Regions from separate parts of the Gasterosteus aculeatus genome. Here region 2 is linked to region 1. A link is a contact called in public Hi-C data. All regions are on one chromosome and are shown on one strand. Each heading gives the region's core, a stretch centred on a gene start, on an enhancer-like site or on the middle of the called end of the contact. The rest is flanking DNA. Distances are from core to core; before and after follow the strand shown. Region 1 holds the start of timm13 (translocase of inner mitochondrial membrane 13 homolog (yeast)). Region 2 overlaps arhgef18b (rho/rac guanine nucleotide exchange factor (GEF) 18b).

Region 1 (3,719 bases), core at 569-3,068:
CCTGAAAGTATTCATCAAAGCTCAGTTCCTGCTCCTTTCTGACTGTTCCGCATAATCAAAAGTCTTAGCGATCATATGATTGCAGGTTAAAGTTCTTCGGAGAGCCATGAGATCGTTTCTCCAGCTGAATTCCTGGCATTTTCTGCAGGATTTAAGCGCTCACGAGCTATTCAGGACAAGAACCGGACCGGTCAAGAAAGAGCCCAGTCAGCCTGCACACACAAGGACTTATGTAGGCTGCTTAAAACATTGTACAACCCTGAAGCAATGCTGTAAATGTTTTGTATAAGTTTGGGGAAAAAGGAGTCTCTCTCTCTGTCTTTATTTTCTATGTATTTAAGTAAAAGATAAAGGAGTATCCTTGTTTCAACAAATACAGAACTGATTCAACAATAAGGAGTTATTTCGTGTGCAGGCCTTGTTGTCGGGACATGCCTCAACATGTCTGCAGATGCAACTAATGACATTGATAATAGCTAAGATTCCATCTAGGTGTGCCAGGTCCGGGGCTCTGCTATTGTGCACGTCGGACCTTTTTGTCTCACTGCGACACTTCAATGGAACAGAGTTTACGTAATTAGCTGCACCTGTGCTTTTCATGCCTTAACAGGCCTGCTGTGAGAAAAAAAAGCAGCGTGAAAGTCAGCAAAAAAAACCAGCTCCTCTGCTACAGATAATGCATCGGTAGCAGATTTAATATTTGGAATATTTTTATTATTATCCCTACTCAAGCAATTAAGGCTCTGGTGACAGTTCGGCCCTCCCAGAAGTGACAGATGGGGGAGGACCGGTGCAGCGAGCTGACTGATCTCCAACACCACGGCCAGAGTCAATGCCACACTGCTCAGGTTTCTCTTCCCCTCGCCCCCTCTGAATGTCAGTCAACAGCAGCTTTTGAAGATTAAAAGCTGCCGCTGGTTCTCGTCTGAGTTTGTGTGCACATCAGTTCGTTTTTCAGTAAGCTTTGCCTTCAGCCTCTATTTCCTATTTGTTCCTCACAAGGGATTTGGTCGTGTCTAACCTCAAAGTTCTCCACCATAAACGTTTGCATATGTATTTCACATTCTCGTAATCCATTTTTGCCAATGCTTGTGTGAAGCCTCCCTTGTAGCTGACTAAGCCAAATGCTTTCATACACACAAGTGTGCCTTGAGGGGATTAAGTATTTAAGAAGATTAGATTAATGAACTCAAGATTATAATCTAGGGTTAATTCATTTTGCTGCACTTTAACCCAACGCTCCCTCCCCCCCTTTGAGCCCGATGTGGCTTGACGCCAAAGTGGTCTGAGGACATGTGTGTGTGTGTGTGTGTGTGTTTTTCATGTGCTTGGGTGCTAGCATTGTGTAATCTGTGCATTAGTTACTTTCAGGCAGGGACGCCACTAATCAGACGCCCAACAATTATTCCTCAATGCCCCCAGCGTTGCAACAAGCCACTCACACAGTGTCTGTTGATAGTGACAGTAACCAACCGTCACTCCGTTGTTGCCTGCAGACTCACTGTACCACATATTGGTTCACTCAAGGCAGGTGGTCTTCTCAGTGAGGTCATCTCGTCTGAAACATAAAGCGACACGGGGTCATCCTCATGCCTGGGCCTCAACACCAAACAACGCAGAGGTTCTCATGACCTTCTATTTATGTTATTGGCTCTTACGTTGTGCATAGTTTTGGCTTGAAGTAAATTTACCAATGTTGGTTTAGATATATTACAAATCCTATGGAATGATTGACAAAATAATAATAAATGTATGCAATGATTAAAGACAATATATCAAATGTCCTAATTGAAATCATACACCATGAAAGCATATATTAAGTATTTTTTTTATTGTAATACAATTTCCAACAGCCTAATGTTGAGAATCAGCATGAAATAAAAAATCAGCCGTTGTGGTGTTTTACAACAATACATCCAACAAAAATTATCTCCCACAATTGGTTCCCGAATTTTTGTTCAGCCAAAACAAAGCAGGCAATTCTGCTGACTGTTTTATTACCTGTTTTCAACACTGTGCACATATATTCTCAGTCACTACACAGCCTCTTTTTGTTACGGCTTAATTCCGTTTTTTTAATTACCACTCAGTTTACCACCAATATACATTATACTATTGTATGAATGTTGTCCTTGTTGTTGTTCCTTTATTTCCGAGCTGGAGCATCTTATGTTTTATTTTCTCCTAGGTATTGCTTGATTCTCTTATTATTTTTGTGGTTTTGTTGGGAGGCCCGGCTGAGATTTAACAATATCTCAATCCCAACAATATTTTACACTGTACGCTCCTCTGTAATTCTTGCGACAGTAAATATCTTAAAATTTGATAACAAAATGAAAGTATATCATATACTTGGCAGTGCATGTGTTAGGAGTATGAGTGATAAATCTAACCATAGGGCTGTTTTTTTAGACATTCAAAATACAGCAGTCTAATTCTGTCCCTTAAGGTTTTACAGTGAACGAGTAGCGCTACACCGCCACCGTGTGGCTGACATGCGCAAGTGCGTGCACGTGGGTCGTTGTTCGGAGAGATAAGGGGGCATGGCTATTCGCTTTGACCATTAGTCTACTTTCCCAACGAACGGTGTGGTTTAACGTGTTTATGAAATAAAAACGTGTTTTGTAGCGGCAGAACAGTTCCACCGTCTCTCGAACAAAAAGTTGCATTTCCTGTCTCGAATGCCAATTCCAGAAGTGACGTAGGCAGACTTCCGTTGCTGTCAAGGGCATCGAAAAGTGTCGTTAGCCGAGCCTACTAGTAGCTGCCCACACGTGTATTTACACAAGATCAAAACAGCTAGACTTTCGGTAGCGACTCCGTTGGAAATGGACGGGTTCGGCGCAGACTTCCCAGCGGGTGCATCGGGTGGTAAAGTGGACGCCGGCACCATCATGGAGCAGGTCAAGGTCCAGATAGCAGTGGCTAACGCGCAGGAGCTGCTGCAGGTAACGTTAAATCAATGGACACAGTTGCTAAGCTAGCAAGGCTAACCTACAACTTATCTAACGTTAACTAACTGAACTGAAGAGTAATGTTACATATGCTAAATTTATAAGAGGGTGGAGTCATTGATATGTCACCACAATATGGAAATATGAGTAATGGAGAGATTATTGAAAAGGTGTCTTGATAATAATGCAATCAATAAGATGGAGAAATCGAACCACGCCTTTCTGTTTCAGAGGATGACAGACAAGTGCTTCAAGAAGTGCATAGGTAAACCTGGGAGCACGCTGGACAACTCTGAGCAGGTAGTGTTCCTTCCACAATGAGCATCATCTATCATCTCAATACGAAAAGTAATGTCTTAGTCTTGGACTGACATTAAACAAGCAATTTGAAAATGTCACCTTCGGTCCTCTACTGGGTATTTTTCACCTGCTTTTATTACATTACAGACAAAATCAGAAATGGATTGGCGGAATGATTAAAATGAACATTTTGCAAAGACCCTGAATTGTCACTAACTGCTTTTTGTTCCTACAGAAATGTATTGCCATGTGCATGGACCGGTATATGGATGCCTGGAACACTGTGTCTCGAACGTACAACTCTAGATTACAGAGGGAAAGAGCTCGTATGTGAACATCTCTCCCCTCAAACGTCCTTTCCCTTCGTCGGACTGCTGCTTGCAGTGAGGAGGAGTACGTTGTTTCCACCGGCGGCCAGGAGCTGTGCACAGACGTCTCATGGCGGCAGCACAACAACATCGTCAA
Region 2 (3,719 bases), core at 837-3,336, 34 kb before region 1:
GTCTGATTAAAGACACCATCGTTCAGGTTGACACGCTGGTTAATCTCCACGAGAAGAACTCTCGACTCCGGGACATAAACATCAAGATGGAGCCAAAGGCACAGGGAAAGATCAAAGATGGCCGAGTGTTTCGCAGAGAGGACTTGGCACAGGGCAGGAGACGTTTGCTTCACGAGGGCACCGTCAACTGGAAAGCTGCTTCTGGCAGGCTCAAAGGTATCATATGGCCTGGTCAAACCACTAATCTAAAATATACACGCTAGGTGTACAATTTCGTCCGTTTTGAAGAGTTTTTAAATTAACATGCATATCCCATACATATGTAATCTCTTCCTTCCAGATATTCTTGCAGTGCTCCTGTCAGATGTGTTGCTCCTGCTGCAAGAGAAGGATCAGAGATATGTATTCGCTGCAGTGGTGAGGGATTTATCAGTGTGCGGTAACAAGTGGGAGCAGGATTGAATCAATAATACTCTCTAATATTATAAATTAAAATTGTTTTATATCAAGTACCGTTAACCAAAAACCTTTCTTTCCCTTTACCTGTCCGTTCAGGATAACAAGCCATCGGTGATCTCCCTTCAGAAACTGATTGTCAGGGAAGTGGCCCATGAGGAGAAAGCCATGTTTCTCATCTGCGCCTCCTCCAATGAGCCAGAGATGTACGAGATCCACACCGCTGGCAAGGAGGAGCGGAACACCTGGATGACACACATACGGCAAGCTGTTGAGAGGTAGCTCATAGAGAAGAAACACGCAACCGTTTGTTACTGTTATTTTACATTCTGTGAACATCCCTAAATGCATCAGAAATGTGATGGGACTGTACCTCTCCACATCTGTAATGTCTTTGGTCCTGTCCCGTCTTAGCTGTCCTCATACAGAGGAGAGGCTGTTCAGTGAGGAGGAAGAGGCACGAGCTTCCAGGTTCAAAGAGTTTCAAGGTAACTGCAGTTTAAATGAGTAATGACTAAATAATGTTTCATAAAAACCCTCTGGAAAATCCTGTAGTTGACGTAAGAGGCCACAAGGAGGTGCTCACGCATCGTTTTAACATAAAATTGTTAGAAGTTGTCTTCACATTTTCTACAAATCTCATCTCAGCAAGAGTTATTTAGGACGACAAAAACTTCCCTAATGCTCGGTGAGATTTGGGTGTCGTAAAAAAATAAGGGTTGTTTTACAAGTGCAGGAGTGAGCATGTGACAACGCCACCGCGGTTTCTTTGTCCGTTGTCCGATTTAACTCCTCTCCCCGTCTACTTCACCCATTCATTTGTCCTTGTAGAGCGGCTGAGCCAGAAGGATGCCGTGGTTGTCCAGGCTCTCACTGAGAAGCTGCAGCTGTTTGCCGACATGGCAGCGTCTGTGGCCGGTCTAGAGGACACAGCTTCTCGTTCCAGACTGCTGCTTCGAGGGGACGCCTCAGACCTCCAGCAGGGAGAGGCTCTGCTCAAAGGAGCTCTCACTGAGGGTAGGATGACGCCGCATAATGTGTATGTGTGTGTGTGTGTGTTTGTGTCTAAATGTTCCATCTCTTCCACTTCAGTGGAGAACCTCCAGAACCTGCTGCAGTCCGGAGTGAGGGAGGACTCCCCAACCTCTCGGCTGGACGAGGGCAGCGGTTCCGGGCTCCTGCCCAGGCGAGCAGATACCTTCGGCGGCTACGACAGCAGCCCCGCCATCATCAGCAAGAGTGAGTGCAGCACTATCGGTGCCCCGAGGAAGTCCATCTAATGGATTTGCGGATGCATTTCGGCGGCTTTTATGTCATTAATAAAAGATGAATTGTCAACAAATGTCATTTCTTGATCTGTTTTTATTGGTCAAACTCATGTGTTTGCGAGTGGCACTATATCTGTTTTGCCTCGTGTGTGTTGGTCACCGTGTGCCTTTTCCTTGTGCGTCGGTGTCTGTGCCAGATGGCAGCGTGAAGAAGAAGTTTTCTGGCGAGACCAGAAGCCGAGATCGAAGCCAGAGAGCCAGCTCTGACCCGCAGCTCAAAGACCTGTGTGGCAGCCACGCCCTGGAGCCGACGGTAGGCGCTCGACACGCACACAAGACAAACCGCACATCTCGGGGATGAGTCACAGCGTTGTTTCCTGTAAATAGTAATGACCAGACCGAGTCCTCTGGAAAGATCCCACGTGATGTTTACTGTAAGCCTGCTCTCGCAGGTCACTACATTTGTTATAAATAGATAAACGACTGGACAAAACAAGGAGCAGGATGTTGGGCAATACGGCATTTAACGACACAAAGAGTTTTTCTCTCTGTCTCTGTTGTGATTACAACTGTACGCTGTGAAAAGGTTCATACCACATTGCCCAATTTGTGGTCCTATGAAAGTCACTTAAATAGATTTGTCCTTATTTTTTTATATTCCAGCTATCCTCAACTGTCTCCTCTCCGTTTCGCTCTAAGGAACACACAAAATTGCCCTTGTTGAATGGCTCACAAATATTTGATCAATTCTTAATATCTTGCACTGCTAATCTATAACATCAATGTCGTAGAAACTGGTTTACAAACATGATTTGTCATAGTAATTGTTTTCTTTTTTATCATAGTTGCTAATAATGAATAAATAATACAAAAAATGCTGCTTAGTGTTTTTAAATTGCATTTAAAAATGTTCTCCATCTTTTTTCCCCATGTATTACTGTAAATTCTCCTGTATACACCCCTTAAAGTGCTTGGGCTGTTTTTCTGACCTGCTGTGTTGCTGTTGCTCAGGTTGATGAGAGCTGCTGCTCTCCTGCCAGATGGAACCGCATCTGGTCCAACTCCTTCCCCGAGGCCGAGGTGAGCTCTCCTTCTCTGATCCGTCACCTTGAGCTTTACGCTCACAGCCATGCCTTCTGAACTTCAGAGATGAGGATAAGTTGGCACGTTACAAATGCCGAGTAGCTTTGTCGATTCTGGTAGTTCTTTGGTTGTGAGAAGCTTTCCTTTTGTCTCTTTTCTAGTTCTTTGACAGAGTGCTGATGCTCTCCCAAAGGCTCTATAGTCTGCAGGTAACACCGCCCCTTCTACAGTTAATGAATAAATGCAGTCAGTAGCATGCATGAGTTGAAATTTGGCATATCGGTATGTTTGCAGAGAAACTTTTTTTGTCATAATTTAGCATTTGTTTGCAGTTTGTCTCACTTCAACTCGATAACTTTGAATGGTGCTGAATGTCGGCTCCACCGTATAGCATGTAAACATAGTCTTGGCTCCCTAATGACCCGGTGTTGTCTCTGGCGTCAGGCCATCATTTCGCAGCAGGACAGCCACATCGAGCTGCAGCGGGCCTCATTGACGGAGCGGGCCGCCCTGCCCGGCCGCCACAGAGGGAACGTGCTCCTGGAGCAGGAGAAGCAGCGCACTCTGGCCCTGCAGAGGGAAGAGCTGGCCAGCTTCCACAAGCTGCAGGCTCAGCACCGGCAGGAGCAGCATCGCTGGGAGAGGGAGAGGGAGAGACACCGGCAACAAGTGGAAGCCACCGAGGCCCGACTCCGACAACGGGAGGAGGAGTGCAGGCGGCTGGAGGTGGGTGGAAGTGCTCTGTCACACCGGGCGGAATCCCACTGCGTTGTATTTAGGTTTAGAGTTTCATTGATTTATACTGTTCATATAGCATTCCATTTTGTTTGACTCAAATACAAATAGCTTCAAGAAAAATTCCCAACAAAACAAAAAAAGCTATTAAGAAAAATAATACATGATGTATTTTGA

Evidence for each region. A called contact is a pair of places that touch in the nucleus more often than the background predicts.
Region 2: a contact with region 1 is called in a Hi-C map of blood and trunk muscle, with 2.5 times the contacts expected there. The contact joins the enhancer-like site here to the promoter of timm13 in region 1. A contact is called at or near these places in 6 of 6 Hi-C or Micro-C datasets (blood and trunk muscle, liver, skeletal muscle and 2 more).

Annotation. Positions count from the first base shown.
Region 1 is chr8:16,217,275-16,220,993 of fGasAcu3.hap1.1, reverse strand. It overlaps timm13 (translocase of inner mitochondrial membrane 13 homolog (yeast)), which reads left to right and starts at 1,818. Exons shown (of 3, transcript XM_040183764.2): 1 at 1,818-2,948; 2 at 3,186-3,254; 3 at 3,490-3,719. The coding sequence starts at 2,829. The coding sequence ends at 3,588. tmprss9 (transmembrane serine protease 9) reads right to left here. Exons shown (of 16, transcript XM_040183759.2): 16 at 3,372-3,719.
Region 2 is chr8:16,251,873-16,255,591 of fGasAcu3.hap1.1, reverse strand. It overlaps arhgef18b (rho/rac guanine nucleotide exchange factor (GEF) 18b), which reads left to right. Exons shown (of 31, transcript XM_078108393.1): 18 at 1-216; 19 at 341-417; 20 at 556-734; 21 at 871-944; 22 at 1,288-1,473; 23 at 1,549-1,695; 24 at 1,922-2,037; 25 at 2,736-2,804; 26 at 2,969-3,016; 27 at 3,252-3,533. Among protein-coding and RNA genes, the nearest start is that of arhgef18b, 22 kb to the left of the region's middle. Within about 2 kb of position 2,086, at least 5 of the 9 cell types and tissues checked have open chromatin away from gene starts, as enhancers often do.